2 separate regions of the Mus musculus genome follow, and region 2 is linked to region 1. A link is a contact called in public HiChIP or PLAC-seq data. All regions are on one chromosome and are shown on one strand. The core of a region is the stretch at or near the end of the contact, and the rest is flanking DNA. Distances in the headings are between cores, read along the strand shown. Region 1 overlaps Chd9 (chromodomain helicase DNA binding protein 9). Region 2 overlaps Chd9 (chromodomain helicase DNA binding protein 9).

What was found. HiChIP or PLAC-seq counts read pairs in DNA pulled down with a chosen protein or histone mark.
Region 2: an H3K4me3 HiChIP or PLAC-seq map of microglia shows a contact between it and region 1, with 5 times the contacts expected there. The contact joins two enhancer-like sites. A contact is called at or near these places in 4 of 115 datasets of contacts at active chromatin or transcription factors (bone marrow-derived macrophages, embryonic basal ganglia and microglia) and 3 of 9 other capture datasets (adipose tissue, liver and pancreatic islet).

Annotation. Positions count from the first base shown.
Region 1 is chr8:90,975,331-90,978,834 of GRCm38.p6, forward strand. It overlaps Chd9 (chromodomain helicase DNA binding protein 9), which reads left to right. Exons shown (of 40, transcript NM_177224.2): 6 at 1,591-1,737; 7 at 2,150-2,218; 8 at 2,298-2,353. Among named protein-coding and RNA genes, the nearest start is that of Gm39221, 82 kb to the right of the region's middle. Within about 2 kb of position 1,986, at least 94 of the 459 cell types and tissues checked have an H3K27ac peak or open chromatin away from gene starts, as enhancers often do. A contact at or near this core is called in adipose tissue and microglia, where this site is marked.
Region 2 is chr8:90,853,352-90,856,855 of GRCm38.p6, forward strand. All of the region lies in intron 2 of Chd9 (chromodomain helicase DNA binding protein 9), which reads left to right. Among named protein-coding and RNA genes, the nearest start is that of Chd9, 26 kb to the left of the region's middle. Within about 2 kb of position 1,885, at least 83 of the 459 cell types and tissues checked have an H3K27ac peak or open chromatin away from gene starts, as enhancers often do. A contact at or near this core is called in adipose tissue and microglia, where this site is marked.

The sequences.
Region 1 (3,504 bases), core at 736-3,235:
CAATAAATGTTTCATGTATTTTTCAGATTAGTATGTGAAAAGGTAGATTTCTTATCGTCTTTTTTATTATGGTTATATATGGTTATTATGGCAGAGGTAGAGGCTGAGGCGGGCAGATCTCTTGAGTTTGAGGCCAGCCTGAGTTCCAGGACAGCTAGGGCTACACAGAGAAATTCTGGCTCCTAACAGACAAGCAAACAAACAAACAAACAAAAATGTAAATGCATTTGTGTCCAACAGAATGGCTGGAAGTTGTTGCTCAGTTGTAGACATCAAACCTAGACCCCTTCTTCCACTAACAGAGCAAGTATTAGCAGATGGTGACCATCCTAACAAAAAGACATGGGATTTGGCCCTCCATATATTGCCTTTCTCTCTTGCAGTATTGCTCAGCTCATAAAACAAATGAAGCATAGTCATAAAGGCACAACCACTGCAGCCTTAGTACAGTAACAGCTCGGTGCCTCACTGCTACACAGTTTCAGCTGGTTCTGTTACAGCTGCGTTTGTTATGTTTGTGAATATAAGGAAAAAGCTCCCACATAGGTAATACCGCAGGAGCCATAGGTAGAACATATGGGCTGTTTTCTGAGACCACTTCTGGGGAATGTCAGGAAATAGAACAGGAAAAGCAAGAGTTGGATTCATGCAGTAACTGCTATTACTCAGTAGAGAGCCTTCTGCCCTGAATGAAAGTGCAAATACCTTTAAGAGCTCATGTATTCTGAAACCAACCTAAGCTTTGGTTTTTCTTTTCTTTTTCTTTTTTTTTGGGGGGGGTGAAAACATGAAAAATTGTGATTAGGGAGGTATGTAAAGCCACGTACATTTGGTTCTGATTTAAAGTTAGACTATTAAAAAGACCTGTTACTCTAAATAATACCTTTAAAAGGCTCTAGTTTTATGGTTTTTGTGCTTTTTTTAACATTAAGGAAACTATTAGTACTAGTGAACCACTTTATTACTTCATCTAGATTTAATTAAAGGGAATCATTTTATGTAGTTATTCTAAAAGATTTCATATTATTTCTATCTTAAACATTTTTACATACTTTAGAGAACATTTAATTTCCTCCACATTTATCCCCAAATAATTATCTAACAGGAACCATTTGATGTAACTTTTAGGTTTGGGACTAATGTGTGAAACTGTATATAGTTTAAAATGTGTGTTGCCTAGGGAGTAAATCAATAGCTAAATAAAATAACCCTTCATTTTCATAATTGTTTCTAAAGAAAACTCATCCAGCAATAAAGGTATTACTAATAGAATATTGCATTTCTAAGCTGTGAACTAGTTCAAAACAAAAGCAGATCTTTTTAGCCTTAATTTATAAAGAAAAATAAATAAAGGTGTCCCTCAGCTCTCATATTTGAAACTGGGCCAAGTGAAGCTTTGGGAGGATTGTGAGCTCACGGCCACGAGCATGCTACAGCCTTACTCAGAAAACCATGAGAGACCAGAATGGGATATACTTTCAAAGGTTTTTGTCCTAAGACATCACCAGCATAAAGGGTAACATTCTTTAAATCCCTGCTAAATATTTTTAAAATAATTTATATAAATCAGATCCTTGTGATTCATTACAGAAAAGAAGATCAAATCGACAAATTAAGAGGAAAAAATATGCAGAAGATGCAGAAGGAAAGCAATCTGAAGAAGAAGTGAAAGGCAGTCTGAGAGTTAAGAGGAACTCGGCTCCTCCGCCTGGAGAGCAGCCTCTGCAGCTGTTTGTGGTAAGACTAAGCCCGAGCCAGCCACCAGGAACTCAAGAGCCCTTGTTTCCTGGGCTTCCTTGTCTAACTCAGCACCAGAGTCTGTATTTCTACTTTTACTTTTTCTCTTATGCACTGTGAGCCAAACATTCAGCCACTGTCAGTTTGATTTGAAACCTCAGGCAAATGTTTATCTTGATTAGCTCGAGGCTCCAGTTGGCCGCAAAAGCGGTGATAGTAGAGGTTTTGAAATGAAGGAGCGCAGCATGGTTAGTAGTGGCCATGCAGATGATGTCAGGGCAGTGAGAATAAGACTTGTTTCTCGTTCCTGACATTTCACATAGTGCTCAATGTGAATGCATTCTTGTTTGTTAAATGACAACCTTTTGAGAATATATTCATTCCATCATAGATTTTTCCCTCTTTCTCCTAGGAAAATCCAAGTGAAGAAGATGCTGCAATTGTAGACAAAATACTAGCTTGTAGGACTGTAAAAAAGGAAGTAAGTCATGGTACATTATACCTTACATGGTGTAGTTTCTGCCCTGCTTGAATCACAGTTGTTCATTTTAATGTTTTAGGTATCACCTGGAGTTATGCTTGATATAGAAGAATTTTTTGTAAAGTACAAAAATTAGTAAGTATTTAAATTAAAAATTATGGTGTAACATTATGATGTTTAGTTAAATATAAATTATCTAACTTGTAAGTATATTGAGTTACAATTAATATACTTGCTTTTTAAAAAGATTTACTTATTATATGTGAGTACACTGTAGCTGTCTTCAGACACCCCAGAAAAGGGCATCAGATCTCATTACAGATGATTGTGAGCTATCATGTGATTGTTGGGATTTGAACTCAGGACCTTCAGAAGAGTAGTCAGTGCTCTTAAGCACTGAGCCATCTCTCCAGCCATACATTTTCATTTTATTTACATTTTAATAAAAATTTGTATTATTTATAATTTCAAGAACTCAATCATTAAAAAGTAAAAAAAAAAAGTTGTATTTGAAATCTTTTGTCACCAGGCAGCGGTGGCACACACTTTTAATCCCAGCACTTGGAAGGTAGATTCAGGCAGGTCACTGAGTTTGAGGCCAGCCTGGTCTATAGAGCTGGTTCCGGAACAGACAGGGCTGCACAGAGAAACCCTGCTTCTAGAAACAAAAAGATAGAAAGAAAGAAAAAAAGGAGGAAGGAAGGAAAACCTCTCATGTTAAGATTGAATATTTGAAATTATATGAACATGCAAGAATATTATAAAATATGATTTTATAAACTATAGGTACTTATCCCCTTTCTGTTTTGAGCTCTTTAGGTGTTATTATGTTTATACACAACAACTGATCTTTCGGTTGCTGTGTCAGATGTATTCATTGATGACTTCACTTTAAGGTTTTCCATTTTTACCTTGGTTAAATCAGTGGAGTGACCAGTTGTGAGGAAGTGGATTCCTTTTGTATAGGTTCCAGCTTTTCTTCATACATTGACTAACTCTTTCAAAAAAAATTGTGTGGGTTTTAATGCACATGACTTTGATCGTGACAAAAATCAGTATAATAAAAAATAAGTCATGTTGTAGAAATAGCTTCCGGACAGCTTATCAAACCATGGAGACAAACCATGACTCCTCAGCTACAATTTCTTTAGCATTCCAGGATCAAGATGGCTGTTTTAGAAGTCTTATGAAATTTATTGAAATTGAATGAAGTGATTACCTATATGTAAAATGAAAACTAATATTTTTGTATTGGATAATTTAATGCAAAATACATTTGGAGAAAC
Region 2 (3,504 bases), core at 635-3,134, 120 kb before region 1:
TTGCATTTTGATGTTTATATATTTAGAGACAGGATTGCTACATAAACCAGGCTACCCTCAAACTTGCATGGGTCCTGTCTCTGCTTCCCAAGTGCTGGGATTACAGGGCTGTAAACCATGCCAGCCCTACTCCATGTTAGAAGTACTATATATAATTTGTTTACCTATTCATTTCTAGGTGTTCACTTGGAGTGCTTCCATTTCTTTCTCTAAAAAATAATTAGACTTAATTTTTTTTTGTTGTTGTTTTGTTTTGGTTTTTTGTTTTGTTTTGTTTTTAGAGACAGGGTTTCTCTGTGTAGCCCTAGCTGTCCTAGAACTCACTCTGTAGACTAGGCTGGCCTCGAACTCAGAAATACACCTGCCTCTGCCTTCCAAGTGCTAGGATTAAAAGTGTGTGCCACCACTGCCCGGCTTGACTTAATATTTTTATGTGTTTGAGTGTTTTGCCTGTATGTTTGTATTCATATCATATGTGAACTTGGTGGCCAAGAAGAGGACTTTAAATCCCTTGGGACCAGAGTTACAGATGGTTGCAAGTCATTGTGTAGGTTCTAAGAGTCCTGCAGGAACAAGTGCTCTTAACTGATGAACCAACTCCCCATCCCTCTCTTTGTTTTCTTGAGACAGAACTTGTGACTTGGGTCACAGTTCTCTGGGATGTGTGTAACTTTTTGAAGTACAGATGGTCTCTGGGATCGAGCCTTCAACCTGTGGGCTCTCATGCCAACTGTAGGTAGTCACTCTCGGAACTGAATTGCATCGTAGGCACCAGCTGGTGTTGGAGAATTGGTTGGCATGGGAAATGCACGTACACACATTTGCTATTGGATGGATAAGGGTTCTCTGGGTAGAAACATTTGGGGGAGGGTGCATTTTGGCAAGAAGGCATTTTTAAAAATTAACTAACTTATTTCTGGCCCTACCTGTGCTCCTGACAGTGTAGATAAGGAAGAGACATGCGTAAAGTACTGAATTGGCTATTGGTATAGTATTTTGCTTTAAAAAAAAAAAAGAAGGGAAAAAAAGTGTGTGTGTGTGTGTGTGTGTGTGTGTGTGTGTGTGTGTGTGTGTGTGCGCAGGGAAAATAGTGTGAGCGCACCTCCAACCGGGAGACAATGTTTGTCTAAACTTGGGTCTTTGTCTCTATAGCATGCCACCCCCAACCCCTGCTGTCCAAGTGAGGAGGTGGGGCTTTTTAAGTCAGTTGTGATGTGCTTTTGAGCACAACATGGGGGGAAGAGACCCCACAGTCTGTTTAGCTCTCCTCATGAAAAATACAAGCTGGGTTTTGACTGAATGACAAAAGGCAAGCTTCGGAGGGAGCCAGGAAGCATAGTAAAGACCGTGACTCTCTGCAAATGTGCACAGCCCAAACAGCTCTTTCCAGTCTGGAAAAAATGAAGAGATGTGTCTGTGTCTGTGCGAAGCCAGCCAAGGCTCGGCCCCTCCTCCCGGGCTCCTGCCCCACCCCCACCTTCTGGCAAAGCCTCCCACCCTACCCCAGACGTGCAGTCATAGCTTTCATCCTGTGTGACTTGTAGTTGCCCAGGAAATAACATTGCCCAGGCTCTGGGGACATGCACTAGCCACTCCCAGGCCGCTTTCCGGGATATCTGTCTGGGTGGGGTTTGCCTGGCATCCCTGACCTTGGCTAAGGCTGGCTCTCGGCAGGGTTGTGTGGAAGGTGAAGTTGGTTCCGTCTTCTCTATGGTTTACTTTCTGCTCCCGCCTACCCCCTTTTCCCTTCCTCCTTTGCCTTTGAAACAACCTTTATCTCATTTCTACTTCTGTGCATTGGTGCTTGGAAGGAGACGAGCCAAAGGTGAGAGTGTAAAAGCATTCACAGTGAGTAAAAGTGGGCTGAGAAGGCTCCCATCCAGACGGGGAAGCAAACTTGGTCGGTGCTGCATCTCTATATTGGAGAGTCCTGTAAGGTCTGGTTCAGCACCGAGTGTAGGCATTACATTTGCATAACGATTACTGTGCTCTTTGGATGGTCGTCCCAGGGATGGTAGATTAATAAGGCACCAAGGCACCCAGGCCCCTGGAAATGACAAATCCAACCTGAGTGCTGGGTTCTGGGTGCTGCGAAGAGCCCTGGAATTGGGATCAGGGATTTTAATTGGTTGAAGGTTGAATAGGAAATGTCTGTGTTCCTCCCTGATGGAACCACAGCTCCTAGTTCAAGCCTCTTCAGACAGGTAACTGTGTGTCAGTGGGTGCATGTGTGAAAGAGCCGATAACCCTAGGTACTTTTCTTCCTTAGACTTCAGTTTCCTGTATAATAAAATTTAAAACTGGGCATGGTAATATATGCCTATAATCTTAGCCAGTGGGTGATTGAAGCAAGAAAATCGGAAGTTCAAGGTCATCTACGACTTTGAGGGATGAAGGTTGGCTTGGACATACTGAGATGCTGTCACAATAATAGTGCAAAGTGGGTGTGTCATATGGCTCAAGGAACTATGTTGATAACCCTCAGGAAGCGAAGGCAGAGGGATCCAGGAGTTGAAGGCCAGCCTCATCTCCGTGTGCTAGTGGGGTGCAGTAGTAGAAGAAAATGCCCAGGCGGGCATGGTGGTGCACGCCTTTAATCCCAGCACTTGGGAGGCAGAGGCAGGCGGATTTCTGAGTTCGAGGCCAGACTGGGGTACAGAGTGAGTACCAGGACAGCCAGGGCTATACAGAGAAACCCTGTCTCGGAAAAGAAAGAAAGAGAGAGAGAGAGAGAGAGAGAGAGAGAGAGAGAGAGAGAGAGAGAGAGAGAGGAAAGAAAGAGAGAAAGAGAGAAAGAAAGGAAGAAAGAAAGAAAGAAAGAAAGAAAGAAAGAAAGAAAGAAAGAAAGAAAAAAGGAAAGAAAGAAAGAAAAAAGGAAAGAAAGAGAAAGAAAGAAAGAAAATGCCCGAATGTCCTTTGTAAATGGGATCTTAATAGTCAGTTTGTCTTAGAGTCTGCTTTTGTTTGGTTGCATCAAGGTTTCCTGCATCTTCTGCTGGCCTTGACCTTACTAGGAACCAGGAATGACCTTGAACTCCTGAGTTTCTTGCCTCTGTTTCCCAAGTGCTGGAATTAGAAGATTTTCACACCTTGCTTCTATGATGTGTGTGTGTGTTTGTGTTTGTTTGTGCACGTGCTACTATAGAACAGATCTCACAATCCTGCCCCTGCCCCTGCCCCTGCCCCTTGAGTGTCAGGCATGACAGTTGCGACTGTTGGGCCACCATGCCTGACTCAGAAGAGATATTTTTTTTTTATTGAGGAGTTGGGGTTTCAACACAAGGTTTCTCTGTGTAGCCTTGGCCGTCCTGGAATTCACTCTGTAGAGCAGGCTGGCCTCCAATGCAGAGATCCACATGTCTCTGCCTCCCAAGTGCTAGAATTGAAGGTGTGAGCCACCACCACCCTGCTGAGAGAGGTTTTTTAAAATGCTTTTAGCTAAGTGTTTTTTTAACTTGAGAATGTTCTCAGCCTTGGCTGATGACCACTACCATGCTGGCTCTA